2 separate regions of the Cyprinus carpio genome follow, and region 1 is linked to region 2. Evidence: chromatin contacts called from public Hi-C data. All regions are on one chromosome and are shown on one strand. Each heading gives the region's core, a stretch centred on a gene start, on an enhancer-like site or on the middle of the called end of the contact. The rest is flanking DNA. Distances are from core to core; before and after follow the strand shown. Region 1 holds the start of tbx2b (T-box transcription factor TBX2b). Region 2 holds the start of bcas3 (breast carcinoma-amplified sequence 3).

The links. A called contact is a pair of places that touch in the nucleus more often than the background predicts.
Region 1: a contact with region 2 is called in a Hi-C map of liver, with 2.9 times the contacts expected there. The contact joins the promoter of tbx2b here to the promoter of bcas3 in region 2. A contact is called at or near these places in 2 of 8 Hi-C or Micro-C datasets (both in liver).

The regions. Positions count from the first base shown.
Region 1 is chrB15:18,785,799-18,791,849 of ASM1834038v1, reverse strand. tbx2b (T-box transcription factor TBX2b) reads right to left here and starts at 4,694. Exons shown (of 7, transcript XM_042739620.1): 1 at 3,915-4,694; 2 at 2,844-3,111; 3 at 1,515-1,661; 4 at 386-462; 5 at 31-197. The coding sequence starts at 4,276. It overlaps LOC122139824 (a long non-coding RNA gene), which reads left to right and starts at 4,959. Exons shown (of 2, transcript XR_006156573.1): 1 at 4,959-5,529.
Region 2 is chrB15:18,557,017-18,563,143 of ASM1834038v1, reverse strand. bcas3 (breast carcinoma-amplified sequence 3) reads right to left here and starts at 2,734. Exons shown (of 26, transcript XM_042739622.1): 1 at 2,601-2,734; 2 at 1,816-1,907; 3 at 1,560-1,614; 4 at 1,266-1,341; 5 at 227-333. The coding sequence starts at 1,886. ppm1da (protein phosphatase, Mg2+/Mn2+ dependent, 1Da) reads right to left here. Exons shown (of 6, transcript XM_019073356.2): 5 at 5,965-6,127; 6 at 3,216-4,227. The coding sequence ends at 3,952.

The DNA of each region.
Region 1 (6,051 bases), core at 3,445-5,944, 230 kb before region 2:
CATATCAATATAATTTATTCATAGACCTACCTCTGCTGCTCCGGTTAAATCTAAGTGGGCTGGAAACCGGTCCAGGTGAATGACCAGCATCTCTGCCGGTTGTAGGTTCGCTTGAGGAAGCATCAGATTCCGCGCCATCACGGTCCACTTTACATTGATCCTCATACATGCGTAATGATGGAAGGGTCAGTTGTTTCCTTTAAAAAAAAAAACAATTAAAAAAGTGAAAAAAGGAAATATGACCTAAGTTGACCCACATCACACATTAAAACAAATAATAAATAAATCCGTTGAAATCTAAACACTTTGCTAGGCTTTGAATCCGGTTTCTTTGGCCATTTTACATTGCGTAATGCATGTGAACTATAAAGTTTTCAAAACCTACCTTTTTTCCCTTCTTCCATTCCCTGTGTCTCGGAAGCCTTTGGCAAAGGGGTTATTGTCAATCTTCAGCTGTGTTATCTGAATGCAAAACAAAAAAAATAATAAAAATGCATATATTATATTATTCATAATTTGCTTGTACATTGTTAAAACAGTTATACAGCAGCAGCCTATTAATATTACAATGCTATTAATCGTTGTTATCAATGTTATGCTGCACGAATGCATAATCTACAAGTTATATTCAGATTTAAATGCAGAAAAAGTAAACCCCTTGTAAGTGGTCTGATCATCAGTTATTATCCCAACACCGTTAAACACGCTACACAGACTATTTTAGAGTGATATTTTAATTATTAAAAATGTTTAATGAAAAAGATCAAATCACGACCCCCCTGAGAAAATTCCACGAGTAAACATTTTCCATTTGTCAAATTGGTATTCTCTACAGCACAGCAGAGAGAACAAGAGAGGCGAACTAGAGGAGTGACGCCGACCTGCTATCAATAATTAATAGTGTGGCTTGAATCATTGCCAGTTTTTACAAGTTCCATGAAAATACAGAGCGATGTAACAGAACGATTTTCGTTGTGCCCAAGTGATTTAGACGCTGTAGGCTATAAATTCAGGAGAAACCAAGGCCTTAAAGTTCATAGATTGCTAAGCTAGATGGCCTCTGCTTTTTGCGTTTAGCAACTGACACGCTTTGATTGCTGAGCCTCAGAGTGTGTAGCTCCCGGACAAACCGGCGAGTTTAAGTGCCTGCTAATCGATTGTGACTCTATGTCATAAACTTTACGATACCGACAAGCTCACTAGGCCCCTCGGACACAGACTACAATTAACATGAGCAGTAGCTTGAAGTAGCACTGGACACGAGGAATGTGAAATGCTTTAGAGATACTCTTTTGCATCCACATATTCAAAATAGGCCTTCTACTTCTATAAATACTACTCCTCTTGTTAAGTGAGCATAAGCTATAAATCCGATCAAATGCAGAGCATGCAAAACGCATCGCAGAACAAAAGCAAAAATGCGAACATTGTAAAGTTGTACATTACATAATGCACATCTATAAGGTCCACAGCACGGTTGCTTTAATTCATTAAAATATGTGTAGCCTACATACCTTGTCATTTTGATAAGCTGTGACAGCAATAAAATCGGTCTCAGGAAAAACATAAGTCCTGAAAGTGCTGTATGGAAGCTTCAGAATATCGTTGGCTCTCACAATATGGAACCTGGGCTGGTATTTATGCATTGAATTCAGGATGGTCTAATGAGAAGGAGAAGGAGAGGAAGAGGAATGGAAAACATTAGTGCTTGTCAAAATAATTATCCATTCAAGTCATTAGTCTTTAAAATCGTTTTAGACAATAAATACCGCATAATATATGTTGTAATAGTGGAAATATTGTTCTTGGGTTAAATCACATAACAACAGGCCTGTGCCAGTGGCAGGTAGACAGAAAACAGTCACGCGAACATGCAACATGAGTTATTTGATGGTGCTATCATTATAACACAAATTAAATCTGAAATAGATATATAAAAAATAAGAGTTTATTAATTGTACATTTTAAGAAAGCCTTGCAACAACAAAATGTGATGATCAACACACACACACACACACACACACACACACACACAAAAAAAGGCTATGTAGCCTATATATTTTCTGTTTGACTGTACAAATATCAAATGGCTGTGCCATGCATGTAAATGTTTCATTTGTTTCCAGTCGATTTGTTTGCAAGTCGCGTAAGGGAGCAGGTCACACACTATATTTGACTGCATGCTCAGGTATAGAGTACTGGTCAGCATCGTCTCAACATTGTTCATTGAACTATCAGAGACTGCACAGGTCGCTCTACCTATACAATTCGTTGCTGCGCTTACTCAAAACAGCCCAAATTACACTTTCACTGTTGCTATTTGTAAACTCATTCACTGTAGCGTGATTCAAGGTCTCTCCGATTCCTTTGACCTCATTTTTTTGTCACTTCCTCCCCCTCATAAAAGTTATAGCGCTCTGCGCCTATCATAAACAATAGAAGTAACAGTGGCCAAGAAAAAAACTCAGGATGAAGTATTTACATTACATAACCAAGCTGACAATGTTATCATTATTCATAACGAATAAAATTATGACTTAATACCTCATATCTAGTTTATAAGCTTGCCGAAACAAAGAAAGAAATGAATGTAGCGACAGTAAAGAATTGTACATGGGCCGAAGAAATTAAGTAGCCTAAGCTAAAATATATATTTTAGAACATCCATAATTCTCTTCGCCCAGGAATAAACAGTTTTTACAGCATTACAGCCCACAGATGGCAGTAATTTTATATTTATATATTACACAGCAACACACAATTACAACAGGCCTACATGCAACACACAAAACGGGTTATTTAAAAAAATTATAATAATAATAAATTAAAAATGGGTTACTTACAAATCCGTGTTTGTCCGAAATGTTGTTGGTTAGCTTCAGTTTATGAAAAGCAACAGGCTTGGCCATCCATTGTTCCCCAGTAGCTGGGCTATCCGGATGTATATACATTCGCTTTGGCATCTCCGGGTCGGCCTTCCCCGCGACCATCCAGCGAGAGTTGTGGAACTTGTAGCGGCAGTCGTCGGCAGCCACAATATCCATCAATAGAATATACTTGGCTTTTTTATCGAGTCCATTGATGCGGACTTTGAAAGGTGGAAACATTCTCCTGTAGAAAAAGGAAATATGTCCATAAATCAAAATCTTTTTCTTTGCAAATGTGGGCAGATGCAAGCTTAACGTTTTAACAACACAACCAAATAATATTTAAACGTTTTGTTTACCTTTGGTAGATTTATTAAATAAAACAACCGCACTAAAAATACATGTTCAACAAATATTAACATTTCACCTGGCTGCAGATAATTTAGCTCGCCGCAAGACTTAAATCTTGCATGAAAGTGGCAGGTTATTTACATAAAATAGTTTATTGTCACCTCAGTACATTAGCAGACCAAGAGAAACATTTCTCTTTACGAAATAAATGAAAGCGCGATTTAACTGTGCCACACCGTGTCTTGAAAGTCAATATATGTTAGTATTGATATAAGCAACAAAAAGCCTCAGCTATTTTCCTTTTTTCTAGCCACAGAATACTCATCGCTTGTACTTTCCCCATTTCGTTTTCATAAGTCAAATGAGCAGATGAATCGTTCAGGTAGGCTACACATGCTCTGACAGTAAGACATTCATTTCTACAGTCTCATTGACATAATATTTAGGTCAGCTAGTTCAGGGCGCAAGACATTAATAGTGAAATGAAGGGGAAATGTCTTACGACAGCGATGTGAAAAAGAGAAATGTAGTAATGAATTTACTGGGCCTGCTGTAGCTACTACACATCCGTCGAAACGTACGTGCAACAGACGGCGAATTTATTGTGGAGTATATGTGAAACGCTGAGTGCATCATAGCATTCCCTCCTATAAACACTGAAACAAAAGACTAAAAATAGAGCAACCATGAACTCACCTGCCAGATTTCGTAATAACCATTTCTGTTCCAAATTTGTGGAACTGGTCCCATAGATCCTTAGCTTCCAGTGTGACTTTTGGATCGTCTTCAACCTCTTCCTCTGGCTCCAGGCTCTTAAGACTGCGAAGATGAGCTGCCTGATGATGGTGACTCAGAGCCGGATGGAGCCCAGCCTCCGCGGCTCCGGCGAGGGTATGGTCCGGGATCGGCTTTGTGAGAGCCCCGGGAGGCAAGGTCAGCGCCGGGAAGAAGGAGGGTTGCGCGGCCGCGAGAAAAGCTGACATGGGAAAGTCGGTCGGCCGGTGAGCGTGGAAAGGGTGGTAAGCCATCGCAGTCCCTGTAAAAACTGGATCTCTCATCGGTGCATCCAACAATCGTAGTGAAAAAATATATATTAAGTGGTGTTTTCTGGCAAAAGCAGCGCGTATCCAGACGATAGATTGTCTCACTACGAGGAATAAAAGCGCAGCAAGTCAAATTTGGCAAAATGTGAATCGCGAAAAGGCGAGCAAAGACGGAGGTAAGGATCTTCCGCTTTAACTCCCGTAGCTGCTAGTTTCCACGAAGTCCCCGCAATAATATCAGTCAAAGTGAGCGCAACGACGCTTTGAAGGCAGATTTGGGGATTCCTGTTCTCCAACAGTTGCTCTCATAAAAAGATTACTCTTTCGATGCGGATGTCCATTCAAGCGCAGTCATACTACGCAGACACGGAGTTGAAATGGTTAGATCTTGCCCTGTCCACTGTACAACTGTAACTATCTCACATGTCCTTCCTGCTCTGATCCCAGCACTAATGAACCAAGCCCCCTTGATTGCTGATTTTACGCTTTCTGGACCAATTGTGGGCCTCCATAGGCGTGGTTTTGACAGCTCCGTCCAGGCTCAAGGAGAGGGGGTGGACAAGAAGGTGTCGGAAGCATTAGCTGTAAGAAAACATGTCAACAGAATAAAATATTAACCAATGACAGAAAAGATCGGGAAATCCCACCCCCGTCTCCAAGCCAAGCACCGGGTCAGCCCTCAGTGCTTAGCCGGTGGTGACTGCACCTCGGTCGGCTTACGCTTTATAATTACGATGCCTCCTTGTTCAAGGATCAAACTCACTCTTCGATACACTGAAAACTAGAAATTAAGATTACTGACGTGTAAATTAACAAAAAGTGAATATTGTTATGATTAATTAGTGCAAAATATTATACGCTTTTCATTGGTAGCACATTTTAAAACATTATAAATTGAGAATGACTATTCGTAATAGTCAATAAAAATATCAGCAACACACCAAATGACGTTGATTTTTTCGCTGTACATGTCAAAGTGACGCGTACGAGTATTTTGTTCATAATATAGCACTGCATTCTCATAGTCAAAGGACCTTGTTGTGCGTATGAATTGAATTCAACGTTTCACTGTGTGAATAACTATTTCCGTGCTTCCTGCGTGTGTCGGGACAGACTTCATGTGAGGAACAGCAGCCAATAATGGGACATTGGTACTTTAAATTCTGCCCCGGGTCATTCAAAGCGCACAGCCACGCGCTGCACTACACCTACTGAAGAAAGAGGAAGAGAGCTGATGGAATCTAAAGACCAATGTAAAGATAATTTTGGTGAGTGCTGAATTACTCTTAACTGTTAACTCTTAACAGGCATCTGCGGTTAACTTTTAATATGACTTTTTTTTTTTTTAATTTACTCCATTTATGTCGCAATATACAAAGACAACTGTTTAGGGAATGTAGAGGTATTGTATTCATGAATTTACATGTATTTTATTGATCCTAACGCTGAATGTTCAGGTGAGCGGATAAAAGTTTATGCTCCGCTTTATTATCGGAAAAATAGCATACATCTCAATGCATTTAGGATTAAGTGCAACGCCACTAAATGTCCACCATCCATGTTCGACCTGTAGTTTTAACAGTGGGTCGAGCCATAAGTGTAGTCTATACCTTTAAGAAATCCACTCGTGGACTCTAGATTTACTAGGATTGGGTTTGTTAGATAGCCGCTTGGCGCCAGTCGGCTGACGTGCCGCAGTAAGAACCGTCTCTTGTCAGTTCATATTTACTCCAAAATCCTCTAACAGTGCACTCCAATCCCTTTAGCATTTACGCCAAAGTTTTGGCTTG
Region 2 (6,127 bases), core at 1,485-3,984:
TGGGATAGTACAAAGTGTCCATTGGCTGAGCATGTCAGAATCTCACCACAAATAGTAGTTTATCCAAATAATTTTTTTTTTGCCTATTCTTTTATGAATACTGTGAATTCGGACATACTACTATTTTCACATTCTATTATTAGCCTTCTACATAGTAAGCAAGTATGCATATTCGGAAGCAGCCAGTGTAAGGCAAGGCAAGAGAGACCATTTAAAATGTACTCACTGATATGCTCCAAATCTGCATTCCATCAGTGTATCCAATCATCAAGCAGAGAGGCGGGTCACTGCCGCTGCCGTGCATCTCTTGGAACTCTGGTAAGCGAGCCACATCTGGACACAGGACAAGAAACACAAGTTGTAAGAAATGACACAGAAGTACAACAAATAATTCACAAAGTATGTAATTCACAAAGGCTTGACGCAAGTTGTAAACAGCTCAATAAACAAACAAGACGCAGATGATCAGAACAATGGAACACATAAATAATGACTCAAAAGTTGGCAAAATATAGCACCTTTCTGATCGCCACTGTTTTTATTCTTCTGACAAAAAGAAAAGATCATGGCTGTCAATACAAGTGCCAATACAACTGGAAAATTAGGAAAGTTATGTCTATTCTTCTGACAGTCATCTCATCCCCTCATGACATGTTTGCTGGAATGAGGAACATAGTCAGCGTTTGGATGATCCAACATTGGTGCAACCAAAAACTTAAGATAAGATAAATATGAACTACTAGCCCCAAACCACATTTAGGATTTGTGTAACATATCAGTGCTTGTTAAAACTGTTTTGCATTATATTGCTCACATGGGACAGTAAATATATTTACATCACAAAATACTTCAAATAAACGCTGTTCTTTATAACTTTTTATTCTTCAAAGAATCCTGGGGGAATAATAAAAAATAAAATAAAACATTTTATTACATGATTTCTGAAGGATCATGTGATACTGAAAACTGGAGAAATGGTTGCTGAAAATTCAGCGTTGCCATCACAGAAATAAATTACATTTTAAAATAAAAAACTAAATTTAAATTAAAAAAAAAAATATAATAAAAAAAACATTTTCCCCCACAACATCTAGCAGTACAGCGTGACCAATGTGGAGCAGTAAAATAATTTAGTTCTTTTAGCCAGTTCTTTTTAGTGAACCAAAAACATGCAGCATGACCAATATGATATAGTCTGACTAACAAACAAATGATTCATATGAACTGGTTCTTTTAGTGAATCAAAACATACAGCATAAACTTACCATTGATGTCTGTTTTTTCAAAACGGACCCAAACTATCTTCTCTTTTTCATCATTTGGAGGTGTCCCAGTATATGCCTGAAAATTCAAAGATTAATACAGGCTTGATATTGTCTAACTAAATTGTTCTTGCTCTATCACTTATATGTCTACAAAGAGTCTTTCTTAGGCTCTCGACATTTTTACAACAGAAATACATTAAAAATAAACATTATCCAAAACACATAAAAAAAGTGAATTTCCAGTTTTGTACATAAAATTCCAAGCAAAATTTAAAGGGAAAAAAAAACATTTACCTGAGGGACTACATCCTGCAGGAACGTAACTACGCTCTCCATGTATGACTGCTCTCTGCAAAACAGTAAAAACAATTCTCATGAAAATAATATAACCACACAAGAAGAGACCTGACCATTTAAACCTTAAAACTTGAGCAGCAATATTTTATCACTCTTTTGTTTATTAGGACCAACATCTTAACATTTACAATACTGATCACTAATTGGCTTTACAACTGTAATTTCATTCACAAATGAGCCATTATGGTCTTACGTTGCAGCCTGTGCTCGAACCACAACCCCACCAGCACAGCGGCTCGGTCTGCGCGGGGAGTCAGACGCCATGGCCAACCACTCAGGATCCTGCTGGAGTAGAGCATGAGAAGATACAGGCATGATTTCCACATGATCGTTACAATAAACATCACTGCAGAGATGCCTCATTAATCATTCTGATCTCAGTATTACTCTAAACTCAACATAATTAATAGGCTACAAATGATATCTGCACCACTACAGATCATCCACCTTGCAGATGGATGTTAACAAATCAGGCACAGATGTGCCTGGCTCAGTTAAATCTGCACAACAGACTCATTCCTATTAAGTATTCATCCTGTAAACGATCTTTAATACTGACTTGTTACGACAAGCAAGATAAACAAAAGAAAAGACTTCAATCAACTCCAGCAATATTTACTAGTAACCAAACTATAGGATGTAAATACCTACATTACCATCATAATAATTAAGTAGCTCTTCATTTATTTACATTTTTCCATAAATTTAACATAATTTAATCCAAGAAAATGTCTAAAGAGATGTCAAGAGTGTGTCAGAGAAAACACAGCTGTGAGTTCAGTCAGTTCAACATTTCATCATATCAACTGTCTCCACAGTCTGTTAGCTTAGCCAATACCGCTATCTGTCATTACAACGCTTCCAAGACAATAAACTGAGCAATGACAATAACTTTTCTCACTTTCTGAAAGAAATATGTATGTAATGTATGTAAGAAATGTGCAGCTGAATGTTTAACGATGCGACATTTGTACTAACCAGAGGTTTTGTGTTTTGAATTCGGATCAACAGAGGTCCTCACAAAACGCCACAGTGAAGCTGACATGCAGCGGAAACAACAGATGCTTTGGCCAATCAGAGATGAGCTTCGGAGACGGATAGCCAATAGTGTTAGGACAAAGGTGGGTACTTGGACCTTTCTGACCAATAGTGAATGGCAGGGACTGGTTGGGTTTTTTTGTTCGCTGAACGAATCTGACGCATTGTTAATATTAACATTAACATCTTGATGAAGTGTTCTATAAAGCTATATTTGTTTGGTTCACACTCATATGAGCATATCCGCATTTGAAAATTTGCACAACAGCCTGGATGAACACGAATGTTACATCACGTCACGCTGATGTGTTTATTTACATTGAAGTATCGCGTGATGATCCCCAACCGAGCTACTTCGCACAGCCTCGGCTTCTTTCGGAAAAACGAAGTCGTAGACACGTGAAAACTATGAAGAATGGAATAATGGTTCTCATCTTCAAAGGATGTCTTAAAATGATTTAAACTAGTTATATTAAAATAACAAATTGAAGTCCTATTTCTTGTTTTAATTTACCCCTATAACAACGTCCAATATTTTTATTAAAGAGCATACAGTTTTTATTGTAATTTTTTTATTGACCTGTTAGCATAGCAGCACCTTCAGTTTAGAATGACAGTTTCTCCCATTATAGGAAAAAAAACAATGTTAATGAAATCCTGGGAAACATTAAAATAACCATAATGCTTAAAATCCATAATGCATAATTAATAAAGTTCATGCCTGCATACAATGTTAACATTAAACCTTATGACACAGGGTTAAGATACCAGTGAAAACTAGAAATGATGAACCATTCTCCTTGTTCAGTAAAACAATAGCATTGATCCCAAAATGATGAAATATAACAGGTGACATGTAAGCTGCAGGGAAATATCTTCTCAGAAGATAGAATTTCTTTCTTTCTTTTTTTCCCCCACAATCCTCCAATTTTCCACAAAGACTGCACAAATTCAACTTAAAGTGCAAAAATCCCTATTTGATCCATCATGTCAACCTGACTGACCTGAAGCATAACAGAACTGAGCAATGGACACACAATGGAGGAAAAACTAAAACTCATTTAAAAATCCAACACATTTTCATTAGTCTGCAAAATATAAAGTATAACAACATAACACTAACATACGCTAAAACATGAGTGTCGTGAATGGAAGCAAGTGATTTTTTCTTTTTCTTCTGACATTGTTACTTGCTTCAGGATTTGGTTTCTCAGTAGCTTATATCAACTAATATCAGAATCTGACTGTCCAGCATGAATGTACAGATTGCATTGTATTAGGACCATGAATGTCAGCAAACACATACAGTAGTCTTCACATGCTGCTGAAGCAGCGCTTGGACATTTTCAGACTGTTTCTGACCATTGCTGCCACCACCACTCCTCGCCGAGGACTGTGCACTCGGTATCTTTGAGGATGTACATGAGGACTCTTTAAGAGGGGACTGGGATAAACTATGACGCCGTTTCTTCAGCACAGGTGAGGAGTCGTCCTCTAGCACCCGCTTGTCTGCAGGCATTCCATCACAATGGGTCTCATTTTCCAATGAGTCATTACAAGGCAGAACCTAAAAAAAAAAAGAAGGAACTATACATGAAGCTTAAAGGGTTAGTTAACCCAAATATTAAAATTATGTCATTAATGACTCACCCTCATGTCGTTCCAAACCCGTAAGACCTCCGTTCATCTTCAGAACACAGTTTAAGATATTTTAGATTTAGTCCGAGAGCTTTCAGTCCCTCCATTGAGAATGTATGTACGGTATACTGTCCACGTCCAAAAGGGTAATAAATACATCTTCAAAGTAGTCCATGTGACATCAGAGGGTCCGTTAGAATTTTTTGAAGCATCGAAAATACATTTTGGTCCAAAAATATCAAAAACTACGACTTTATTCAGCATTGACTTCTCTCCCGGGTCTGTTATGAGCGCGTTCACATCACATCCGGTTCGCGAACGAATTACTCGATGTAACCGGATCTTCTTGAACCAGTTCACCAAATCGAACTGAATCGCTTGAAACGGTTCGCGTCAACAATAAGCATTAATCCACCAATGACTTAAGCTGTTAACTTTTTTAACATGGCTGACACTCCCTCTGAGTTCAAATAAATCAATATCCCGGAGTAATTCATTTACTCAAACAGTACACTGACTGAACTGATGACCGTGCCAGATAACGAACGAAACATTGACTCGTTCTCGAGTCAAGAACCGGTTGCATCGGTTTTCGGATCACCGGTAGTGATGGGAAGTTCTGTTCTTCTCCGCGAACCGGTTCTTTCGGACAGTTTGATTCAATAAACCGGTTGCCGAAAACGGTTCACCAGTTCTTTTGCGCTCGACATAATGACTTCATTGGCGATGATTGCCCTTGATTCAAGCCTTCGGTTTACCCGCGCTCATAACATTAGCACAGAATCAGTTCAGAATCAATCATCAAAAGAACCAGTTCAGTTCAGACGCGCTGTGTGTCAGTCTGAATCACCCATGCGCAGTATCATCAGCTCCTCGGTTCTCGAATCAGACGCGTCCGACAGAAACGGTTCTTGACTCGAGAACGAGTCAATGTTTCGTTCATTATCTGGCTCGGTTCAGTCAGTGTACTGTTTGAGTAAATGAATTACTCTGGGATATTGGTTTATTTGAACTCAGAGGGAGTGTCATCCATGTTAAAAAAGTTAACAGCTTAAGTCATTTGTGGATTAATGCTTATTGTTGACGCGAACCGTTTCAAACGATTCAGTTCGATTTGGTGAACTGGCTCAAGAAGATCCGGTTACATCGAGTGATTCGTTCGCGAACCGGATGTGAGGTGAACGCGCTCATAACAGACCCGGGAGAGAAGTCAATGCTGAATAAAGTCGTAGTTTTTGATATTTTTGGACCAAAATGTATTTTCGATGCTTCAAAAAATTCTAACGGACCCTCTGATGTCACATGGACTACTTTGAAGATGTTTTTATTACCTTTCTGGACGTGGACAGTATACCGTACATACATTCTCAATGGAGGGACAGAAAGCTCTCGGACTAAACCTAAAATATCTTAAACTGTGTTCCGAAGATGAACGGAGGTCTTACGGGTTTGGAACGAGATGATGGTGAGTCATTAATGACATAATTTTAATATTTGGGTGAACTAACCCTTTAAGTGTGGTGTTATTTTGAATCAAAATCCACAACATAATACTACAGAAAAACAACTGCCTTTTAAAATGAAGCCTGGTGTGAGTAAATGTCCAGCAAATTTTTATTTTTGGGTCTACTATGTCTTAAAATAGAAAATCTGAAACATTCCTAACCTGAGTGGGCAAAGAGTTGGTGCAAGATTTAGGAACGGAGCCACACTTTGGTCCTTGGAGATTATACACTATCTCATAAGGTGGCAAACACTCAGAGGATGTCCCGAACGGCTCCAAACAGATAACGATGGCACTGGTATTATCAGCACGGAGCATGCGTTGA